2 separate regions of the Mus musculus genome follow, and region 2 is linked to region 1. A link is a contact called in public HiChIP or PLAC-seq data. All regions are on one chromosome and are shown on one strand. The core of a region is the stretch at or near the end of the contact, and the rest is flanking DNA. Distances in the headings are between cores, read along the strand shown.

The links. HiChIP or PLAC-seq counts read pairs in DNA pulled down with a chosen protein or histone mark.
Region 2: an H3K4me3 HiChIP or PLAC-seq map of pro-B cells shows a contact between it and region 1, with 2.0 times the contacts expected there. The contact joins the promoter of Dennd6a here to the enhancer-like site in region 1. A contact is called at or near these places in 2 of 39 promoter capture datasets (the C10 cell line and embryonic stem cells), 1 of 15 datasets of contacts at CTCF or cohesin (CD8 T cells), 14 of 484 Hi-C or Micro-C datasets (the AML12 cell line, B cells, the C10 cell line and 9 more), 17 of 115 datasets of contacts at active chromatin or transcription factors (the 230-238 cell line, the HPC-7 cell line, the SCID.adh cell line and 12 more) and 3 of 9 other capture datasets (adipose tissue, liver and pancreatic islet).

What each region holds. Positions count from the first base shown.
Region 1 is chr14:26,513,899-26,519,741 of GRCm38.p6, reverse strand. All of the region lies in intron 1 of Slmap (sarcolemma associated protein), which reads left to right. It also overlaps the pseudogene Gm2178. Among named protein-coding and RNA genes, the nearest start is that of Slmap, 18 kb to the left of the region's middle. Within about 2 kb of position 3,736, at least 71 of the 459 cell types and tissues checked have an H3K27ac peak or open chromatin away from gene starts, as enhancers often do. A contact at or near this core is called in the 230-238 cell line, CD8 T cells, the HPC-7 cell line and 7 more, where this site is marked.
Region 2 is chr14:26,576,905-26,582,747 of GRCm38.p6, reverse strand. Dennd6a (DENN/MADD domain containing 6A) reads right to left here and starts at 3,198. Exons shown (of 20, transcript NM_001134465.2): 1 at 2,886-3,198. The coding sequence starts at 3,113.

The DNA of each region.
Region 1 (5,843 bases), core at 2,487-4,986:
CTAACTAGATAGATATTTACTTATGTTTATATGTATTTCGGAGCTGTTGTGGGTAGGATTTAAGAAAAATTCCTTCTTGGCAAGTTTATTGCTGGTATATAGAAAAGCTACTGATTTTTGTGTTAATTTTGTATTTTGTTACTTGGCTGGAGCAGTGGACTTAGTGGAGTCTTAAGAGTCTTTTAGTATTTGTCATCTGCAAATAGGGGTGATGATATGACTTTAGCCTTGCTTATTTTTTCTTTTTCTTTTTTTTTTTTTAGTGTCTTTTCTTGCCTTATGGCTCTAGGTAAGACTGGAATATTGTTGAATAATAATAGTCACTCTTGACTAGTTCCAAATTGCAGAGAAATGTTTTTTTTTTTTAATATATTTAATGTGACGTTGGGTGGATCTGGGTGGTGGTGTCGCACACCTATAGTCCCGGCACTTGGGAGGCAGAGGCGAGCGGATTTCTGAGTTCGAGGCCAGCCTGGTCTACAGAGTGAGTTCCAGGACACCAAGGGTTATACAGAGAAACCCTGTCTCAAAGAAACAAAAACAAAAACAAAACAAACAAAAAAAGATGTTGGGTGTAGGAGATAAATGTATATATATGTCATATATACAGTCTTTATCATGTTTAGATATACTCATTTTATTCCTACCTACTATGTTTAGGACTTCTGTCATGAAAGGATATTGAACTTTTTTTTATGATCATTCAAATTCTGGCTTCTAGTGTATTTATATAGCATAATGAATGTATTTGTTAATTTACATATACTGCCCCAAACTTGAATCCCTGGAAATAAACCAGTTTGGTCATGATGTGTGGTCTTATTAATGTGTTACTGGGAGTTCTGCCTTGGGGCTAGTCAGGGCAGTTGTTCTGTAGTCTTGCTTTTGAGTTGCCTCCTCCTTTGGGTTCTTAGAATGAGATTGGCAGTGTTGCTTGTTGTTTGGTGCAATGTTTTGATGAGTATTGGTGTGGGTTCTTAAAAGTTTAGCAGAAGTCAGCAGTGAATCCTAGTCCCGAGCTGTTTGTTTTGTTTTTGGTGTGTGTGCATGTGTGTATGCGTACATAGACTTTAAAATTATTCAGTCTACATTCAATCCCATTTGTCATGGGCCCGTTTTAAGTTTTTGTTTTTATTTGATATGTAGGAGTTCATCTGTTTCTTTTAGATTTTCCAGTTTCTTGGAATATAACTTGTAAAATATTATCTAATGATTCATGGATTTCCTTGGCACTTGTAACATTTCTCTTTTCATCTCTACCTTATAAATTTGGGTCTTCTGTTAGTTTGGCTAAAGGTATGTTGTTAGGTTTTGTTTTTATTTTTTTCTTGAACTGTCTCTGCATGTTTAATGTGAGCATTTATATATAAACTTTCTTGTTAGGACTTTTCTATCTGTATCTTTGAGGTTCTGGTAAATTGTGCTGTTATTTTCATTTGGTTCTAAGAATTTTAATATTCTACCTTGATTTTTTTTCTTTTTTCAATGGCTCATTCAAAAGTATTGTTCGATTTCCTGGTATTTGTGTTTTCATTGCTGTTTTCCATGGAGTGTGTGGTTGAGCATAGCTATTTATTTTGTGGCCAGGGAACATAAAAGAGAAAGAGGAGGTGACTGGTGTCACATACTGTTCTGCATGTTCACGTTTTCAGTGATCTAAGTTCCTTCTAGTGTGTCCTACTGTATAGAAGTTCCTTTATTTCCCAATAGTGCCATCCGTTGCATTGCATCTTTAACACCTGAGCTTGTGGTAGACATTCAGCATCCAAACCATAGCACTACTAGACTATGAAACAGACTAATTATATAGGTGAGGTAATCATGCTATTACTATCCTATTATTATACGTTTTGACCTCTATTTGTTGTTGATGATAATATATAAGATTATCATATAGCCCACCTTCCACCATCTTCCCATAAAAATCTTTTAATGGATTAGTTTCATTAAAAGATTTTTAATGAAAAGGTTAAAATTCTTTTAATGACAGATTAAAACCTGGCTTTGGACTTACTGTGTATCCAAAGATGACTTTGAACTCCTGGTTTGCCCCTACCTCCTGAGCACTGGGCTTACTGGCATGTGCCAACACACTTATCCAGTACTGAAGATCAAACCCAGGGCTTTGTGCATGTAAGGAAAGCATTCCACTAACTGAACCACTGCACTGCAGTCAGCCTAGCTCTACAGTATTTATGAGTGTGTTTACTTGGTTTCCTGATTCCATTGTTTTTAGCATCATGGAACCAAGACATGGTAAGAAAAGCTACTCTGTTTGCCTCAGGTCAACTAGGAAACAGGACATTAGAGGAAGAGGCTGTGTGCAAGATATACCCCTTAAAAGCTGACCTCCAGTAACCCACTTCTTCCAGTGAGGCCCAGTTTCCACCATCTTCTCATAAAAATCTTTTAATGGATTAATCTTTTGATTGTCAAAGCCCTCATGACTTATCATTTTCCCCAAATCTTACCTAGGAAGATTGCGTGAGACCCATTCTTTAACACATGAGTGTGAGGTTTAATTCCACATTCATGTTATACCAGAGCTGTCTTCTCAGTGACTTAAGGGATGTTCAAAGTAATAGATTTGGAGGCTCAGTGAGTTGGTGAGTGTGTAATTACTCTGAAATGCTTGATTGAGGGGTGTAGAGTATAATTAAGCATTTTGCTTTTAAAGCCTGTGTATTATACTTGTTGATAACTTGTTTGTTCTTAGTTTTAATTGTTGCTACTTTCATGAAGTCTCTGTTAATTGTCCATATACAGGAGTGTCTGGCGTGAGGAATGCCATACAGTTCAGGTATTCCTTCATAGGCTTACTTGTTAGTTGAAATCCTGAGTTAACTACATACTGTGCTAATGGATTGTGACTCAATCATTATGTATATTGGAATTTTGAGCTTTATAATACAGCATGAATTAGAAATTCAGTAGCCATAGCTGTTCTCGTAATTTTTTTTTAATTTTTAGATTTGTTTTTTTTCATTTTTAATTTTTAAAAATTTCATTAGGTGTTTTTTTCATTTACATTTCCAATTCTATCCCAAAAGTACCCCCTCCCCTCCCCTCCCACTCCCACTTCTTGGCCCTGGCTTTCCCCTGTACTGGGGCATATAAAGTTTGCCTGTCCAAAGGGCCTCTCTTTCCAGTGATGGCCGACTAGGCCATCTTTTGATACATATGCAGCTAGAGACATGAGCTCTGGGGTACTGGTTAGTTCATATTGTTGTTCCACCTATAGGGTTGCAGTTCCCTTTAGCTCCTTGGGTAATTTCTCTAGCTCCTCCACTGGGGGCCCTATGATCCATCCAATAGCTGACTGTGATCATCCACTTCTGTGTTTGCTAGGCCCCGGCATAGTCTCACAAGAGACAGCTATATCAGGGTCCTTTCAGCAAAATCTTGCTATGTAATTTTTTTTTTAATGTTCTGAGTTTTGAAAAGTTTGGAACTTAACTTTGTATTACTATTGAGAGAAAAAAATTGTTTGAGAAGACTTTGAATATAAGTGTGTATGTAACTACTGTGTGTGAAGTCTGTGGAGAAAGGCTTTCTGAGAGCTGAATTGTGTCAGCTTTTACTCTGCATTTGGCCAGTAATAAAAGTTTAGCTTAATCTTGAGCGTGTGAACTTTTCATTCAGCTTTCCCAGGCGTTGGGCTCGCAGGCGTGCACTTCATCTGCAGCCCAGAGCTGGGACTCTGGTGAGCTTTAGCTCTTTCTTTGCACAATGTTTATCTATTGTAAACTGTGGATGTCAAAACCCACAATCCGCACTGTCACTTCCTTTGGACAGTGCAGTTCTGCTAACATGGCTTCCACGAAACCGACTTTCTGAGTCTTGAAAACATACTGAGAGTGCCCTCCGAAAGTTAAGGTTTGATACATTTCCTGAATTACGACTACTTTTTAAGGTTTATTTTAGTGTTTTCAATATAATTTTCAAAACCCTGTTAAATGAACCTCTATTATTGTTACCAGAAAACTCCAAACGTTCTTTAAGCCTTTTGGCATGTCATTTAAACTGCTCAGATTACATCCTCAGAAGATTATAATTTTATTGTGTAGCAAAGGTTTCATAATTTATATCCTTTACTGAATTTAAAATTAATTAATTCGACATCATCTAATTTCAAATTTTGCTTTACATATTAGATTCAGATAATGATTATGGAAGCATTCTGATAGGAGAAATACAGAGGATAGTTTGTGGTTGCCTTTTTGCTGTGTTCAGAATCGTCTCGCAGCTTGAGCTTCTTTAACTGCGTTGCTTCAGCTATCTTGTTTCAGAAGAAAAGTGAGGTGAACTAACTAGTGATGCCTATAGTTACTCTAAACAGCACTTGGCTTTAACGAGCAAAAATTTATAGTAATTATGCTAATCAAATATTTAAAAAGCGGCACTCTTAGTGATGTTAACAAGTGTTTTGATTTTACTGGTTTCTTTATACTTTTCATATGTGATAATGCTTCAGTGTAAAAATGTCATTTTCTTCTCTGTGAAAGTTATGTACATGAGCTGAATCAGTCAGTAAGAAATGGTCCTTACTTTGTTTTAGTTGTCTTTATGCTGTTTTCTTTTTGATTGGCTTGAATTTAGGTTGGGAGGTTGTCTTGTTGATACATGGGTGTATGTATGTATGTATGTATGTATGTATATATTTTAAGTTTAGTTAATATTGAATAGATCATAACAGCTTATTGTTCTAAGTTTGGTTAATACTTAATTTTTTTTACAGTTTGATTTTCCATTTCTTCCTTAGACTTCTTAGATAATTGTGTCTGTTCTGATTTTCTTTTTTCTGTTTTTGTAATTACTTAAAGCTGCATGTTTATTTTGCTTTCTGACTCTGTGCTTGTACCTTCAACACGTTGACAATGATTTTCTGCTCCTCAATAAAGAAAGCCTGCTTGATCCTGTCACAGACACACTTGGCACACATGGAGCAGCTATAGGCCCTGCTTACCTGCATCTTTGTCTTAGACAAGCGCATAAGGACTACCCTGGCTCTCACAGCAGGCAACCCTTGCAGTCTGAGTGGGCACACGCCACATGCAGATTTAGGTGCTTTCCCAACCTTCTTGGTATAAAGGTAAACAATCCTGTTGTCAGGGGTTCGAGACAGCCTCGTTTTGTTAGAGGCTGTATTGTAGGAAAGCCTTTGACAGTATGTCAACCGCTGGACCATACTGAGTGCCTCTAAGCACTATCCCTGGAAGAGGAAGAACCTGTTTTGTTTTTTCTTAAACCATATTTTTTGTTTTTTGTATTGTATATTCCTTAAGTGGACTTTGATGGAGATGTCATGTATTGAACACAGGGCCTTTATGTGACAAGTGCTGTGTCATTGATTATACGCTCAGCCTGGCTACAGTGCATTCTGTGTTTCCAGAAATATCCATTCTGAGTGGATATTTTATAGTTATATTATTTAAAAAGCAAGTTCTTTAAGAATTGTGTGGACTCACGTATTTTTTTAAAAATATAATGACATTATAAATAACAAAGGGCCAGGAATATATGTCAGTGTAAGAGTATCTTTGCTTAGCATCTTCTGACTCTGGATTTGAGCTGTAGTATATTAAAAAGGAAATTTATTAATATGGCTAGCTGCATTTAGTAACACAATAAAGTAAGATGGCCTCCTTAGTTTACTCTTATGGGTATTTTGAAGGAAATTCTTTTCTTCCCTGATCTTTAGTTTCGGACTTGAGAGTTCAGTCTTCGTTATTTTTTGTTTGTTTTTTGTTTTTTGTTTTTGTTTTTTCATTTGTTAAATTCCATTTCTAACTTCGTGACCCATGTGTGATAATGTAACAATTTTAAAGTGCAGCACTCACTGA
Region 2 (5,843 bases), core at 1,949-4,448, 64 kb before region 1:
ATACTGCTATGAAATGGCAATTATGGAAAAATAAAATTTGTCAGCTTGATCAGAATTTTTTGACTTGCTGTCCGTTCTCTGTGTTTCCTGTTCCCCTTCTCTCCACAGGTGGTTTCTCAGACCCTGTTCAACTGTGCTGCGGGTCAGGACATAAAAAAATATATATATACATATATATATATACACACACACACATATATATATACACATATACATATATATACATATAGAGAGAGAGAGTGCGCAAAATATAACTTCAACTGTTTTCATATATTTGTTCCTGCTTTATGTTCACTTAAAAAGGCAAAACACTGTGAGACAGAAGACAGATCTCTTGAGTTTGAAGCCAGCTTGGTTTACATATTGCCTTCTCTCAAGAATGAAAGCCAAGGGCCAGTGAGATGGCTCAGCTGTTTAGAGAAAAGAAATTTGCTGCTGCTAAGCCTTCAGGCCTGAGATGGTTCACAGGCCTCACAAGGTGAAAGGAGAGAACAGACTCCTATTCTGTCCCTTACTCTACTGTGTGCACAGTGGCATGCATGCATATGCACCCCACATAAAGATAAGCAAAACAAAATTGCTCTGTCCCAAACATGGTAGCACGTAACCACTAGCTAATCCCAGCACTAGGTGGTGGAGTGGTGAGGGGTGTAGCCTGAGACAGGTAAACTGCTGTGAGTTTAAGGCCAGCCTGGGCTACATGTACTCGAGGAGAGTGAGATCCAGTCTCAAAGCCAGATCATTGACATCTTACTGTGTTTACCATTCCTTAGCTCCGTTATGAAGGGACCTTCCTCTCTTCTCCTTACTTTAAGGCAGTGATCCTTAATCCAGACAGAGACGACGACAACACCTCCACGGATCAGTGCAAACAGCCTAGCTAGCAACACAAGTTTGTCCTACTCATTTTCCAAGAGAGTTCAAACTCTTCTTCTTTTGTTTTTGAAAGTTCAGGAAGAAAAAAAAAAAAAAAAAAAGCTAAGAACTACTTCGTAAAGATACTGCTCTGAAATGGCAATTATGGGAAATAAAATTTCATATATAACCTTTAGTGATTATTTTTCATCACCTCAACTCTGTCAAGATATGCCACTTATTTAAAAAAGAAAATACTCATGTTAAAAGCAATGTTCCAAACGATGAGATTACAAAAACCGATCAATGGGGCTAGAGAGATGGCTCACTGGGTAAGAACACTCGATGCTCTTCCAGAGGACGCAACTTCAGTGGCAGCTCTCAACCGTCTGCAACTCCTGTTCAGAGGCCCTGATGCCTCCTCTGACCTCCAGGAATGAGTGTGGAGCATGGACACACAGACAAGCAAAATAGCCACACACAAATAAATCTTTTTTTTTTTTAAAGGTGACCAAATATGACAGCTTCTGCTTACCGATTAAGTTTTATTTTGCTACACATAAAATTTCAGTTTATCATTAAATAACGAGCATAATATATTGTTTTGAGGGGCTGGAGAGATGGCTCAGCTGTTAAGAGCACTTGCTGCTCTTCCAGAGGATGTGAGTTCAGTTCCCAGCACCTACATGACCAGAAGGATTGCAGACTGAGTGGATCTAACCCCCTTTTCCAGCCTACACAAGCACAAGGTACAAATTCTCTTACATGCAGAGATGAAGGCAAAACATTCATACACATTATATAAATAAACAAATCTTTAAAAATAAATGTCTTCAATCTTTGGAGATTGTTATTCCTGTCTCAAATAAAATACAGAATCACTTTACATACTAACTCCCTCTATCAACAAACGTTTAATGAATACTGTATCAGGCAATAAATTTGATCCTATTGACTAAATAGATTAATTCTTAGATCCCCACCTTATTGTCTCAATTCATAAATGCAAATGAGAACATCCTTTTATGTGTATGTCCACTAACTTGTATGGTGCCTAGATCTTAATAAAAACTCAATATTTAAATGAACTATGTAACGATACAAAAGACAAAGATGCAGCAGTTTCTCGTTTGGAACAACCAGACCAACCAAATCAGAATAAGATTAGAATCTTTCACCGATGCCAAAAGAACAATAACAAAATACCAAAAACTTCGGGACATACACCTTTCTAATGCCTTTCTAGTAACTTTTCACTTGGATAAATAAGACAAATCTTTTATGCTAACAAACAACAACAAAAAAAAAAGATGCAAAGTGATGGCAAAAATGAGTGAGATTCAAAGGTCTTTTAGGTAAGATGTTATGATATCTAACAGATTTATAAGCCAACAATTTTTCCACTGACATTAGGTTTCTGGGAATTGTCACAGAATCAGTATTAAGAAACAGCAGGGGTCGGGAGAGGGGTGTGGGGACAGCTTGCCTAGTTTTCAGAAGGCCTTGAATTCTGTTTGCAATGCTAGGGAGAGACTTGGAGGGAATGGGAACCCAACGACATTTCACAGAGAAATGGGGAACAGAGAAAAGGGAGAGAATGCATGCTAAGCATTTTGACTTGGACTCAGTGGACCGATCTACGAGTTAGCGCAATTGACAATACAGTCAGTCAGCCCACATGATTGGACGTGCACGTTTGGCTACTGTAATTCACATATGTCAGGGGGTATTGTTCCTTTCTTGAAAGTTCCAAGCAAACATCCTGTCTGCTGTAGGCTTTTCTGGGTGCCACTACCCTCCAGTTATCGCTGGTTTTTTGTTTTGTTTTTTTAAAGAGGAACATCAACAAGTATTTAGGAGGGGCCTACAAAGAACTTTTCACCCCTAGCCGCAGCCCACGATCCTCCCACCGAAGGGTCGAGAAGCACCGCCCAGCTGAGCCGCGCAGGGGCTGCGAGCCACGCCCGGATGAGCAGCGGCCAGGACCCGGCCGCCCAAGGGTGGAGACACAGGGTGCGGCTCGGCCTCACCTCCACCGCCTGGCCCAGCTCCAGGTCGAAGCCCACCACACACACGCAGTGTAGCCAGGCCGAGAAGCCGTCCCAGCGCAGCAGGCCCCGGCGGCCATCGTCCTCCTCCTCGTCCTCCAGCGCGACTCCCGCCGCCGCAAGGGCCGCCGCCTCGCGCCCCTCAGCCCCGGCCTCGTCCAACGACCCGCGGGAACCGGGCCCAAAGACCGCCGGGCCCGGCAGAGCCATCCGCCACCCCCTAGGCGCTTGAGCCGCCTCCGCTGCGGACCGCGCCGCAGAGCGCGCAGGCCTCCGCGCACGCGCACCGAGTGCTGCCGCTGCCGCAGCCGCTCCGGACTCCCGGAATAGGGGCGCGGCCACGAGGCACGTGACCCTGGGAGCGGGGGGTTCAGTGGTTTCCCTACAAGCCGCGGCTATCTCTGCTGCTCGCTCAGACTGGCCTGCTGGTTTTACAGTTCTCTAAACTCAAACAGTGGCTCAGGAATCGTCATCTCAGATCCACAACAATACAGCAATGAATTATTCTTGGAACGACCCAGTTCATTATTAAAGTGTTACTAAAACATAGTGGTTAACAGTAGTTTAATTAAACTTTTACTCTGTGACAGTTGATATGCTAAGTTCAAATACACCTATTAACTCTTATTAAACATATCATTATGGTGAACACTATTGTTTGTTAAGTGTTGGGTAGGACTTTCTTTTCTTTTTTAGCTATGCCTTACATAGTCCCAACTGGCCTCTAGCTCATGGTACTCCTACCACAGCTACCCAAGATTCTGGGTTTAGTGGCATGGGCCACCACCTCTGGCTAATTTGTCTTCACAGATAAGGGAACTGAAGTTCGGAGAGGCTTCGTGACTAGCCCAGCAAGTATAAGAACTCTAAGGCAAGCCTGTGTTCACTCCTGCAGTCCCCTGATAGAGATGTGTACTTTAACTCTCCGAATACCCTCCCTACCAAGGCAGCTCCCATCTTTATTGGTCTGGCGGACTCTCTCAACTCTTACGCATATGCAGACTTTCTTGGAATCTCGGGTTGGTCAGTCACCTTTGGACCATGCTATCTGAACACTGGAGGAAGGGCCTGGTTTCAAGCTACCTTTGTTAAGAAGTCAAGACAGCTCTAGGCTGGGCACTCAAGAAACATCTGCCCTGGTGAATTGCTATTGATTATTGGCATAGCATGATACGACTAAGTAGGATTTTTTTTTCAGCACCTGCTAGGATTTATTCATCAAAAGTAATTAGAGCCGGGCGTGGTGGCACATGTCTTTAATCCCAGCACTCGGGAGGCAGAAGCAGGCAGATTTCTGAGTTCGAGGCCAGCCTGGTCTACAAAGTGAGTTCCAGGACAGCCAGGGCTATACAGAGAAACCCTGTCTCAAAAAACAAAACAAAACAAAAAAAAAAGTAATTAGAAAACGTGGTAATACCCAATAGGAAAGTGTGTAAAAGATGATAGATAACATACAATGGATTTATCAAAACCCATTCCCATGCCTTTCCACGGCCTCAAAAGGCAGTGATATTACTGTTTCTATTTTACATAGAACAAAGCTGGGGCTCCAACTGATGGCTCAGTGGTTAGGAGCGCTTGCTGCTCTTGCAAAGGACCAGGTTCAATTCTCAACACCCACATGGTGGTTTGTAACTCCAGTTCCAGGGGATCTAATGTCCTCTTCTCATCACCAAGAGCACCAGGAGTGTGTGTGGTGCACAGACATGAATGCAAGCAAACAACATTAAAACACATAAAAATTCTTGACCATCAAGAAATGATCCATCTCTTGATGGTCAAGTATTCTCAAACTTGAGTAGTAATGAATGCTGAAGACTTTCTTAAAGATGTATTTATCATTTTTCTTTTATATATATGAGTGTTTTGCCTATATGTATGTATGTATGCATATATGTGTATGTATGTATGTATGTATGTATGTATGTATGGGTACTGAAGTGGAGTTTGGTTTGCACAGAGGCCAGAAGAGGGTGCCAGATCCTCTGGAGTTAAAGATGGTTGTAAACTCCACGATGGTGCTGAGAACCAAACCTTACTTACTCTTCTACAAGATCAACAAGTGTTCTTAACTGCTGAGCCACCTATCTCTCTAGTCCCACCTGGAAAGTTTGGATAGCATAGAATTAACTGGGGACAACATTTAAATTAGAAACTGTCCTTGCCTAAAACAACCTGCCTGTGACAAAGAACCAGTACAGTTCAGAAAGAAAAACATAACCTGTATTCAAGTAAGGTTCTAAACCTACTGTTCAGAAAAAAACAGTACTGTTTAGTATTAGAAAGGACAGTGAGCTAGAAATGAAAAAATCTGGTATCCAGCTTTAGCTCCATATATTATCATGATAGACAAACAGCTCCTGGAACTATTTTCTGGATTGGTGAAAGGTAATTGCTAACCTGACTTATTGTCAAGAAGAGAAAAGTGTTCCCAATCCAGACACTTTACTATATGCTATTTTATTATTAATGATAAATAAACTTTAATGAGCAGCTGTTCCACAGTGCTGGACCCTTGGCCTGTGGATACAAATTACCATTCTTTGCAATACTATCTTTGTTGTTGTTGTTGTTGTTGTTTATTCGTTTGAGACAGGGCTTCTTGGTACAGTCCTGGCTGTTCTGGAACAAGCTCTGTAGATCAGGCTGTCCTTGAACTCAGAGATCTGCCTCCAGACTGCTGGGATTAAAGCCATGATCTACCACTCCTGGCTGACATACTACCTTATATAATCTTTGGTTAAGCAGAAAGAAATGGTAACCTTTGTAGAGTTTGTCATTAGAGCCTTTAAATCTGAAAGGATCTTGAGCAAGGTCGTTTCTCCACACTTTCCATCCTATATGTGAATATTCTGGTGCTGGCTCAGCCAATCCCACACATGCAGTGGCTCTTAAGCATAAGAACTGCTCTTTTCTGCGTGTTCATGAGGGCTAGGAAAG